3 separate regions of the Mus musculus genome follow, and all the other regions are linked to region 3. A link is a contact called in public ChIA-PET and Micro-C data. All regions are on one chromosome and are shown on one strand. Each heading gives the region's core, a stretch centred on a gene start, on an enhancer-like site or on the middle of the called end of the contact. The rest is flanking DNA. Distances are from core to core; before and after follow the strand shown. Region 1 has its middle 25 kb from the start of Mettl18. Region 2 holds the start of Sell (selectin, lymphocyte). Region 3 holds the start of Slc19a2 (solute carrier family 19 (thiamine transporter), member 2).

The links. A called contact is a pair of places that touch in the nucleus more often than the background predicts. ChIA-PET counts read pairs in DNA pulled down with a chosen protein or histone mark.
Region 1: a Micro-C map of embryonic stem cells shows a contact between it and region 3, with 2.8 times the contacts expected there. The contact joins the enhancer-like site here to the promoter of Slc19a2 in region 3. A contact is called at or near these places in 2 of 484 Hi-C or Micro-C datasets (CD8 T cells and embryonic stem cells) and 3 of 115 datasets of contacts at active chromatin or transcription factors (the SCID.adh cell line, extraembryonic endoderm stem cells and large pre-B cells).
Region 2: a contact with region 3 is called in an RNA polymerase II ChIA-PET map of memory CD8 T cells, with 120 read pairs. The contact joins the promoter of Sell here to the promoter of Slc19a2 in region 3. A contact is called at or near these places in 1 of 39 promoter capture datasets (the 3T3-L1 cell line), 3 of 484 Hi-C or Micro-C datasets (CD4 T cells, Th1 cells and regulatory T cells), 2 of 115 datasets of contacts at active chromatin or transcription factors (the SCID.adh cell line and memory CD8 T cells) and 1 of 9 other capture datasets (adipose tissue).

What each region holds. Positions count from the first base shown.
Region 1 is chr1:164,018,519-164,021,647 of GRCm38.p6, reverse strand. No RefSeq gene overlaps it. Among named protein-coding and RNA genes, the nearest start is that of Mettl18, 25 kb to the right of the region's middle. Within about 2 kb of position 1,672, at least 17 of the 459 cell types and tissues checked have an H3K27ac peak or open chromatin away from gene starts, as enhancers often do. A contact at or near this core is called in embryonic stem cells and extraembryonic endoderm stem cells, where this site is marked.
Region 2 is chr1:164,060,775-164,063,977 of GRCm38.p6, reverse strand. Sell (selectin, lymphocyte) reads right to left here and starts at 1,902. Exons shown (of 9, transcript NM_011346.2): 1 at 1,787-1,902; 2 at 844-925. The coding sequence starts at 1,789. It overlaps Gm51665 (a long non-coding RNA gene), which reads left to right and starts at 986. Exons shown (of 2, transcript XR_003948100.1): 1 at 986-1,048.
Region 3 is chr1:164,247,114-164,250,421 of GRCm38.p6, reverse strand. It overlaps Slc19a2 (solute carrier family 19 (thiamine transporter), member 2), which reads right to left and starts at 1,376. Exons shown (of 6, transcript NM_054087.3): 1 at 966-1,376. The coding sequence starts at 1,169.

The DNA.
Region 1 (3,129 bases), core at 423-2,922, 230 kb after region 3:
AGAAAGATAAGGGAAAAGATGATAATTTGAGAGTTACTTATACATGCATTGTAGTGGAAGCTGGGGTGAGGATGAGCTAAGTAGGTAAAGATGAGAAGGGATGAAGGGGCCAGGGGATGCAGCTCTGTGCTAGCATGCACCCTAGCATGCACAGGCATGAAGGCAGAGAGGTCCTAGACTTCAGGGGTGCATTTGAAGAGGTAGAGCAGTGATAACAGAAAGTCAAAGAGGCTGAGACCGAGTGTTGAGGCTGGCCAGTGGCTCACATGTCTGGGTTCAAACCTGGAAGGCATCTTGGAACTGGAAGAAAAGAGGGAGCCTAGGCGAGTTGAGAAACAATGGAACTAAGACATGCTAGTCTGTTCAAGGTTCAAATTTTTAATGGCGGACACGCTTTATAAAAGAGGGGGGGAAAGTCCATTCCTGTCAATTCACCCTTGGAGCCTGGAACCAGCTGCAGGTGATGACGTGCAGAATAGGGCGTAGTTTCCAGAATAGCTCGGGGGGGGGGGGGGGGGGGCTCTCAGCAGGTAGCAGTATCTTGAAGAGGAACAGTGGCAGTGGCAGAACAATAGAGTGATCTAGGGAGGAAGGCTCCACCCTAGATAATCTCCTTAGTGGCATCAAGGTTGAGTTCTGGTTTAGCCTGCTTCAGGCTTATGGAAGGCTACAACTGAGCAGCTGCTGAAGCAAACAGGGAAGCCAGAAAGAGACATCAACAGAAGACAAAGGAAGACAGAGCTCCAAATAAGCAGTCACTGACTCCTGAGGGTTTCTGCCATGTAAGTCCAGAATAACCATGGGACTTGGGAATATAACGGTCTTTTCAGTAAGCTCTTCGAGTGGCGCTGTGAGACAGAAGCCCAACTCAAATGTCAAATGAATCATGAAATTAGAAAGTATAAGTTGCAAATCGACAACTCTTTAAAGGCAGGTGTGTGTGTGTGTGTGTGTGTGTGTGTGTGAGAGAGAGAGAGAGAGAGAGAGAGAGAGACAGAGAGAGAGAGACAGAGAGACAGAGAGACAGAGAGACAGAGAGACAGAGAGACAGAGAGACAGAGAGACAGAGACAGACAGAGACACAGAGTCACACAGAGGGAAATAAAATTTTGCATGCCATGTTTCTCTAGAAGAAAGAGAACTACTTTGAGAGCAGGTGCAATCATACATGCACTGTTTACTCTACCCCAGCATCTGGTGCCCAGCTCCCTCTTCAGTGTGTCCTCATTTGCCCAAGGCCGGCAGGTAGATGGACAGGTGAGAGGCTTGTGATTTGCCATGGAGACACCAACTGACAGCAGACATAAACAAACTGGAGAGATAAGGATTTCAATTTTCACACTCACGTTGATCCCAAAGAGACATGAACAAGCAAAACACAGGATATGTGCCGGAAATTGGTATCAATTATTGGCTTGAAAGTTTAGCATGGGCTCAATGATCCTGATGTTTTTTGGGGGACATTTTTTGGTGTTTTACTACTTGTAACTAATCATCTTTAAAAACTGCTTTCCATCCAGCACAGAAAAATCAAAATTCTTTAGAAAACTCGAGTTCTAATCGAGTTCTCAGAATCAATCATTGCTGCCCACAGCGAGAAAACCATTGTTGTACTGACAGGTCTAGATATGGAGGCTTGCTTTCAGGAGATAATTTCCATAACAATCAGACAACAGTCTTCAGTGACTAACACGGAAAGACAAAGGGTATTGGCTCAATCCTGTGTGTGCTATAGCTGCCTCTTGACCTTCTAAATGGCCAAATTCATCCATTAACCACTACTGGGTGACTCAGGAAAACTTCACTACTTACTTTTATAAACTATGGCGGGAACGGACACAGGAAATTCTCAGAATTGAAAACGAGAGTTGGTCATTTTTCAAGTAGAACCCCTTTTCAGAATAACTGCTGCGGAAATGCCATGCAAGTGAGGTTAATTCTTTGGAATTCCTTTAGGGTGAGACATGTTAAACATAACACCTTGTTAGGATAAATTAGAAGTTTTGAGTTTTGAACTTAATTTATGTCAAGAAGTCCCATAAAGAAAGTTGAAACGCAAATGAAAAACAGAAAAAAAATCTATTATACACACGCATGTGGGCAGGCACACACTTATTTACAAATGTACAAAGACCTGCTCCAACCTCAAAACAATGGATGTTCCCTATGTCAATATTTTCTTTTTTTTTTTTTAAGATTTATTTATTATTATATGTAAGTACACTGTAGCTGTCTTCAGACACTCCAGAAGAGGGCGCCAGATCTTGTTACAGATGGTTATGAGCCACCATGTGGTTGCTGGGATTTGAACTCTGGACCTTCGGAAGAGCAGTCGGGTGCTCTTACCCACTGAGCCATCTCACCAGCCCTATGTCAATATTTTCTGCCTTCTTTTTCCATAGACACCATAGTGTGGTTCCTGGACCAACTGTATAGGGTGGGGGATGTTATTTGAGACATTAACTCATATGAAGTTGTGTTTGCTAAAGAAACCCAAGGTGGAACACTGTCTGGCCCCACAGCAGGCTCGATGCATCATCTCAGCTGTGGTGGGTCAAGGGCAGGGTGGTGTGTATGGACAGGGAAGTTTCTGGGCTCCCGTTCCATCTCTGCATCTGCTTTCGTCACAGTAAATCTCACAAGGTTAAAGTTCACTAATCATGTTAAGACTGCAGATGAGAAGTTGCTTTGTAAACTGTCAGCTGATACTATACATTAGCTTCTTTTCTTGAAAATGCAAGAAAAAGGAGCTATGAGTTGACCGTTAGTGAATTAAGGGCTGTCTGGTGACGCTATCTGTTCGGCAAACATTTCCTGAGCACCTCTTCTACATACGAGATTGAGAACTGGATCTTACCACATGGTTAGAGTGTAATTTCACTTAATCCTCACAGTAAACCTGTGAGTTTAGTTTTACAGTCTACGGTCTAACTAATACTAGGTCCAGTGAGATAGAGCGGCTACAAAAAAGGCTCAGGGCAATACTGTGGAGAAGGCGCTGAGCCACTTGTCGGAAACGTGGATCATTCTTAAAGCGTGTGCTACTGCTGCTTGCTGCTTCCTCGGGTGAAAACTGGGAAAGGGAAGGGTCATAAAACCAAGAGAAGGTGGGCTTTCCACAGAAGGGAA
Region 2 (3,203 bases), core at 653-3,152, 190 kb after region 3:
GGTTTTTCATGCACCAGTCGATGGTCCACACCCGTACACCTATGAGCAGTGCTAACTGGATTTAGTAGGTTATCAAAAACAAAAGGAATAAAGACAGACAGACAGGAAGTTGGGAGGGGTGTTGGGGGGTATATGGTGTTGTTGAAGGGGGAAATGGCATATCATTATGATCATACTTTACTGTGCATGTATGAAACTCTCAAAAGCAAAGAAAAATTTATAAAAACAAAGAGAGGGTGTGTTCACTTGTTCTGAGCTGAAAGTCCAGGTGAGAGAAGAAGGAGAGCTAACATAAGTTAGCTCAGACAATGGTTCAAATTTATTGATGAAGAGTCTCTAAGGCTTAAGCATAAAACATGTAACATCAAAAGAAAGACACAAAAGCCCCTAAAATAAAAACAAAACCCCAGCCCTCAGGCAGCCCACGCTCTGGACTGTGGAAGTTCATTTTGGGCACAGCAAACTATTAATAGAAAATGAAATGTAGAATAAGCATAACGTGCCTTATTAGAGGTTTGTCAATTAACTGTACTCCTTCCTAACAGAGGACTATTGTGTAGATATCAGGATTTGGGCACATCACTAGAGAATGTCAATGCTAAGCTGGTATTAGGGGGACTCAGAAAAGTTCTGAAGGTCAGAGAAAGAATGAGAGTCCTTAAAAGAATTAATAGCCAAAAATAAAAAATACAAAAACAAAAAAAAAAATAAAACAAAAAAGCAACAAAAAAAAGAATTAATAGCCATCTACCTGATTGTATTCCCTGCAACTATGTACTTTCAATGAATATTTAAGAAAAGAACAATCACTGCCTAAGGCTTAGCCAAAAACAAAGGACATACCACAACAGAGCAGTGTCCAGACCCACAGCTTCAGGATGTTCCTCGAGCCCCAGTAAGTACCCTCACATCTCCATGGAAACACCTGTAAATGAAGTGCAAAATATTTAAACTCTGAACTGCAAACTTATAGCACCATGAGGCAGTGCCCTGGCACTTCTTCAATTCACAGATAAAGCCCATCAGCCCACTATCAACCGTATCCAAGGTAAACTATTTGGGGGGGGGTGGGTGTCATGGCTGAAAATTATGGCATCTACTTCATTACACACTGGTACACTACTTTATTTCATTTTCCTTCCAGGTTTCAGTCCCAGGTTGTTGATCATGATTAATGTTATGCTTTCCGATATTTCGGTATTCTTTGTACCTACTTTTCGACTGAGCTTTAAATCAAACAGAATCTTAATTTTTTTAATGCTCTTGTTTTTAATGCTCTTGGGGTCTAATGAACCAGTGACACTCACATTTGCCTTTCACGCTGGGTCATGAAGGAGCCATACCTCAAATATATGAAAGAATGATGTAGCCAGAAGCCAGGAAAGGCAAGCATTGCTTTTTTCAAGTAAGAAGCAATATATTTTTAATAACTCAAACAACAAAGCCATAGGCTTTCTGCACATCTTAAAACTGTAGTTTTGGATGTATATCACTCCTCAGGGAGTCACTCTGTGTCACCGCAAAGGTCTAATCTTATCTGTGCCCCTTCCAGCATTCCATCAAAGCAAACACCAAGGGAGAAAATCAGCAAGAAAGAGTCTAGAGTCATTTTCTTGAGACAGCATGCGTAGGGGTTTTGTTGTTGTTGTTGTTCTTGTTCTTGTTTGTTGGTTTCTATATTTCTTAAACGCAGAAATGATAGCTTCTTGCCCCCTTGCCACCTGCCTCTTCAACCCCAAGGAAAATTTTGAATATCTAGAGATCTCTTATAGGCTGGGATGCTCACCATGGCTTGCTGGGTCTCTCTGCAAGTCTCTCTGCAGGCCTCAGCCTCCTGCACCTGGGGCTCAGAGTTCTTGCACAAGGAGGGCGTGCTGCGCTCAGGAAGAATGTGCCAATGTCACCAGTGGGGTTTGCTTTCTTTCATTTCTCCAGCCCAGCCTCACATCCTCCGCCCCCAATTCTTCCTCTTTCTCTTCTCTCTCTCTCTCTCTCTATCTCTCTCTCCCCACCCCTTTCCTAATCTGGGCTCAATCATTTGCCCCAAGAACACAGTAGTGGACCAGAAGCTATGCCCCCTGCTCAGGATATCCCCAGTTTGGAAGGAGGAAAGGAAAGGGAGAGATATTGTAATTATATTATAATCCCCCAAATTAAAAAAAAAAAATAGAAAAAAAAAAAAGAAGCAATGGCAACTGGATTCTTCCCCACATCCTCTTAGTCCTTTCTGGTTACCTATGCCTCCTTCCCGTCCCTTCCCTTCCCTACCCTTCCCCTCCTCTACCTTCCCTTCCCCTCCCCTTTTTTCTCCTCCCTTCCCTTCCATTCTTCTCCCTTCCCACCCCACTTTCCTTTGTGTTCCTTGTTTTGTTTATAAACTCCCGACCATGGGGTAGGGGACCCTGGTCGTACCATAGATTAAAAACTTATTTCAGAGCTAGTTCACTTGCTCTTGAACTTCGGGAGCTTTCTGGAAGACTTGACCCAACTTAGTTCCTCTCCTTCCTCTTTCCTCGTTCACCCCCTAGTGGAAGTCCTTGTTAATGGCTCTTCTGAAAGCAAAATCCTAAATAAAATCCCAGGGCTCTAACTTAGAGAGGTTGGGGGACCTAGAAATACCTTGAGTAGAAAGTGTGAAGAGGGTAAGACAGCATATAAAGTTTGAATTCAGCCATTCAAAAGCAATCTGGAGGAAGTCACTGACATAATAGTATTTAAACTGTAAGAAAGTTAGTAATAATGACAAAAAATGGCATGTATGTGTCAACATACACACAGACACACACACACAAATATAATGTAGTAGCAACAATAACAACACTAGAACTTAACAGGTCATCTTAATTACCTTTGAAAGTCTAAAATGGGGCAGTGGTGGCGCACGCCTTTAATCCCAGCATTTGGGAGACAGAGGCAGGCAGATTTCTGAGTTCAAGGCCAGCCTGGTCTACAGAGTGAGTTCCAGGACAGCCAGGGCTACAGAGAAACTCTGTCTCGAAAAACAAAAACAAAAAACAAAAACAAACCAAAAAAAAAAAAAAGCTGAGCAGTGGTGGCGCACGCCTTTAATCCCAGCACTTGGGAGGCAGAGGCAGGCAGATTTCTGAGTTCGAGGCCAGCCTGGTCTACAGGATAACCAGAGCTATACAGAGAAACCTTGTCTCGGGGGGAAAAAAAAACCTAAAACAAAACAAAATAATAAT
Region 3 (3,308 bases), core at 127-2,626:
CAGGGAAGCAGCGCGGTAAGGAAGGAAACCGGGTATAGGAAGAAGGTGGCAATTATTCAGCATCCACTCATCTGACAGTAGGGAAAAGACATCGGACCTGAGCTTTCACTCTTTTGGATACTCAAGGAAAGGGTCCTGGAGCAGCAATCTCCATCTACAAGCTCCTCTGACAAAACCAAGTGCCGGGATAATGAGCTTTAATCACAGGAGTTAGGCACATTTCTGAAGTATACTATGCACTTCTGTGGTGCTGTGCGTACAAGTTTGTATCTTGAATAAATGTCTGCGCAGGAGTTCTTGGTCATGGCCCATGTGCATCACAGCCCTCAAAAACACCTGTACGGAGGATAAAACCTGTAGGTGAAGCAACACTTCACCATCCGAGAAAAGCTAAGTACCAATTATATGACACCGTCTGTTTTCATCCCAGAGACGGACTTCAGAGGGTGCAGTAAATCTTTGGACACAGTCTTACCTAATCAAGCACCCATATTCGGATGGCGTACTACTGTCCTGTATTGTCCTTCTGTAATAGCGCGTATCTATCTTGTCAGGGGTAAACAAAGTCAAGGAGGGGAAGGAAAGGGGGACCCTCTCACAAAAACAAAGCCAAATAACATCCATCCATATATACATACAAACACTCATATGTACATATTCTACTGAAAGTCGAGTTTACTGTTTTCTTTATCCACGCACTGTCCCCGGTCCCCAGCAGCTCCCACAGGACTTGTCCGGGCAGAACCGGGTTATCCACATACGGCCTGAAACACACATGCACGTGGGCTGCGGCCCATCTTGCTTAGTCTCGCACGGAACGTGCTAGAAACGCAAAGAGTAAGGCCACTTTTCCAAGCGAGCAGAAATCCGAACAGATATCTGCGTAGCCCGCTCCGGGACTCCGCCGCCAGACCCTCCACAAACATCTGACATGCTCGGCCTCCCCGCCTGCCGCTCCTGCCTACCTGTCTCTCGGTCAAGTTCTTGTCGGGTCCCAGAAGGTAGGGCGTGAGGAACGGCTCCGACGGCCGGAGGTTTGCGAAGAAGCCGTAGGCGCAGAGCAGCGCGGTCGGCAGGAACCAGCACTCGCGAGGGACGCGGGCAGTACGCAGAAGCATCCTGGCCGCCGCCGCCGCCGCTCGTCTGGACACCCTGGCTGGCACGTCCATCCTGGGCGCGAGGGGCTGGACGCCGACACGGCCCCCTCCTCCTTCTCGGCCAACGGGAGGGCGCCCGAGCCGCGAGCCCGCGCGGGCACCTGTAAGCGTGCGCGACGCCGCCTCGCGCCAGGGTCAAGGTGCTTGGAGTCCCCACCGCCCGCCGGCGGCCACAGCTCGCTAGCCGAACGCCCTTTCCCTAAGTCCGCCTCCGGGTCTGGCCCGCCACCCCGCCTGGCCCCGCCCCCACGCCCCGCCCCGACCGCAGAACGCCCTTTCCCTAGGTCCGCCTCCCGGTCTGGCCCGCCTCCGCCTGGCCACGCCCCACGCCACGCCCACCCACAGCAGACGATCACTAGCCACGCCCCCGGGAACCTCCTCCTCGCCAATGCCTCCCGGCCGGAGCCAACCTCCCTGCTTCCCTATTGGCCAGTGGCTCAAAAGACAGAAAGGCCGCTTGGGGCTGCGCGCCCGGGCTCTGACGTGAGGGGTTCTGGGACATCGGACTTTTAGGGGCCATGTCTGGACTCTGTGGCGAGGACCCTACACACCCTCCCTGGTCGGATCGGTCACCAGGCATTTTCCGATCACACGTCCGGAAGGCTCCCTAGAGCGGGATCCCCGGATGTGTGCTTCATCGCAGCGAGTCTGCTCAGTCTTATCTGCCAACCTACTGATGTTGGTCCTCTGCCCGGGACACATGATGACACAGGCTTGCAAACCTTTAACCTTGAGGCGGGAGAATGCAATCCCTGGGCTCCAAGAGCTTTTTGTTGTTGTTGCTGGGTTTGATTTAGTTTGCTTTTTTTTTTTTTAACATTGTCTTTAAATGTGGTAGAAAGACACAAGCTGGACCTGAGAACTGAGATTTGGGGCCTTTTACTATAGACAGAAAGAAAACGAGGATGACCGAGTTAATCAGCAAGAGGCTTTTGCTTTATTTCGTCACTTTTTGTTGGCAGGATACAAAGAACAATTAACTAATATATCCTATGGAAAGGAAATCGCCCTAAAAACCTAGGCCCTAAAATGGGCTCAAGGTTTCAGGAAGTGTGCCGCTCACGAAATACCCACAGGGTTCAAAAGTAAAAGCAGCTAACCCCCACCCTACACTGGGAGGTTTCTGTCTTCTCGGTCCATCCAGACAGGCTAATCACCCCGTCTTTCTCCAAGGGAGCCTGCACTCCCCCTTTCCTACTCTTGGCTACAAAATCTGGCTCAGACCATGCGCTGCTGGCTCTCCAGCACCTCTGGTCACAGCGACTCCCAGTCTTGAGATTCACCTCTCAGACTGCTGTTGTTAGTGAGGGCGATCTGAATTTTCATTCTTTCATTTCTGCCTGGGTCACTGCGTCTCCAAGGAGAAGGACCAACTAGACACCTGAGGGCTGGCAGGCAGGACTGAAAGGGCTCACTGTGCGAACCTCCTGGGTTCCCATTGAGCGATCCTTCACTAAAACACTTCACTAAAACAGAAAAACGAGGCAATAAGAGGGCAGGTTGTTGTCAGAAGTTTTTCAAGGGCAAACCGTGGCAGGAATCCCCAGCGCTTTCTTTCATCGCCCTCTGCATGACTTTTTGCTGGACTCACAGACTGACTCTGTCCCAATATCAGCAGAATCGAGCTGCACGAGTGAATACACAAAATGTGTGCGTGGAGCAATTTGCCAAAATGCAAGGTGTGGTGTTGACATCTTTCAGAGTCTTTTGAAGGGCTGGCTAGGAAGACTTTATTCCTTTTAGCCTCCAGAGGCTATATAACCTGTGATGATATCAGTTTGTAAGCTAAAAGAGAGTGTGCCTGTGTGCTATATTTCAAATTTTCTCGGTTCAATTTACTAAATTGATAATATCAACCGTTCTAAGTCACCAAAATCAAACGTCTCCTCGATGACAAGAGCTCCGAGACCAAAAAGCTTGAGGATGTTTGGTCTATTAAATGTGTAGTCACCTAAATTTCCACCATCATATCAGTTTCTCTTCACAACTATAGAGATAGAGCTGGAGCAGTTAGTTCTCCTGGCTGCCTTGCACGGACATGTATTTTAGTAGAGAAAAGGGAAGAAAAACAAATGAACCAACAAGCTGATAAGGGCTTTGCATTGAGATGTCTATCTTTTAAAATCAACTTTCTAGTCTTTTGTTGAGGCT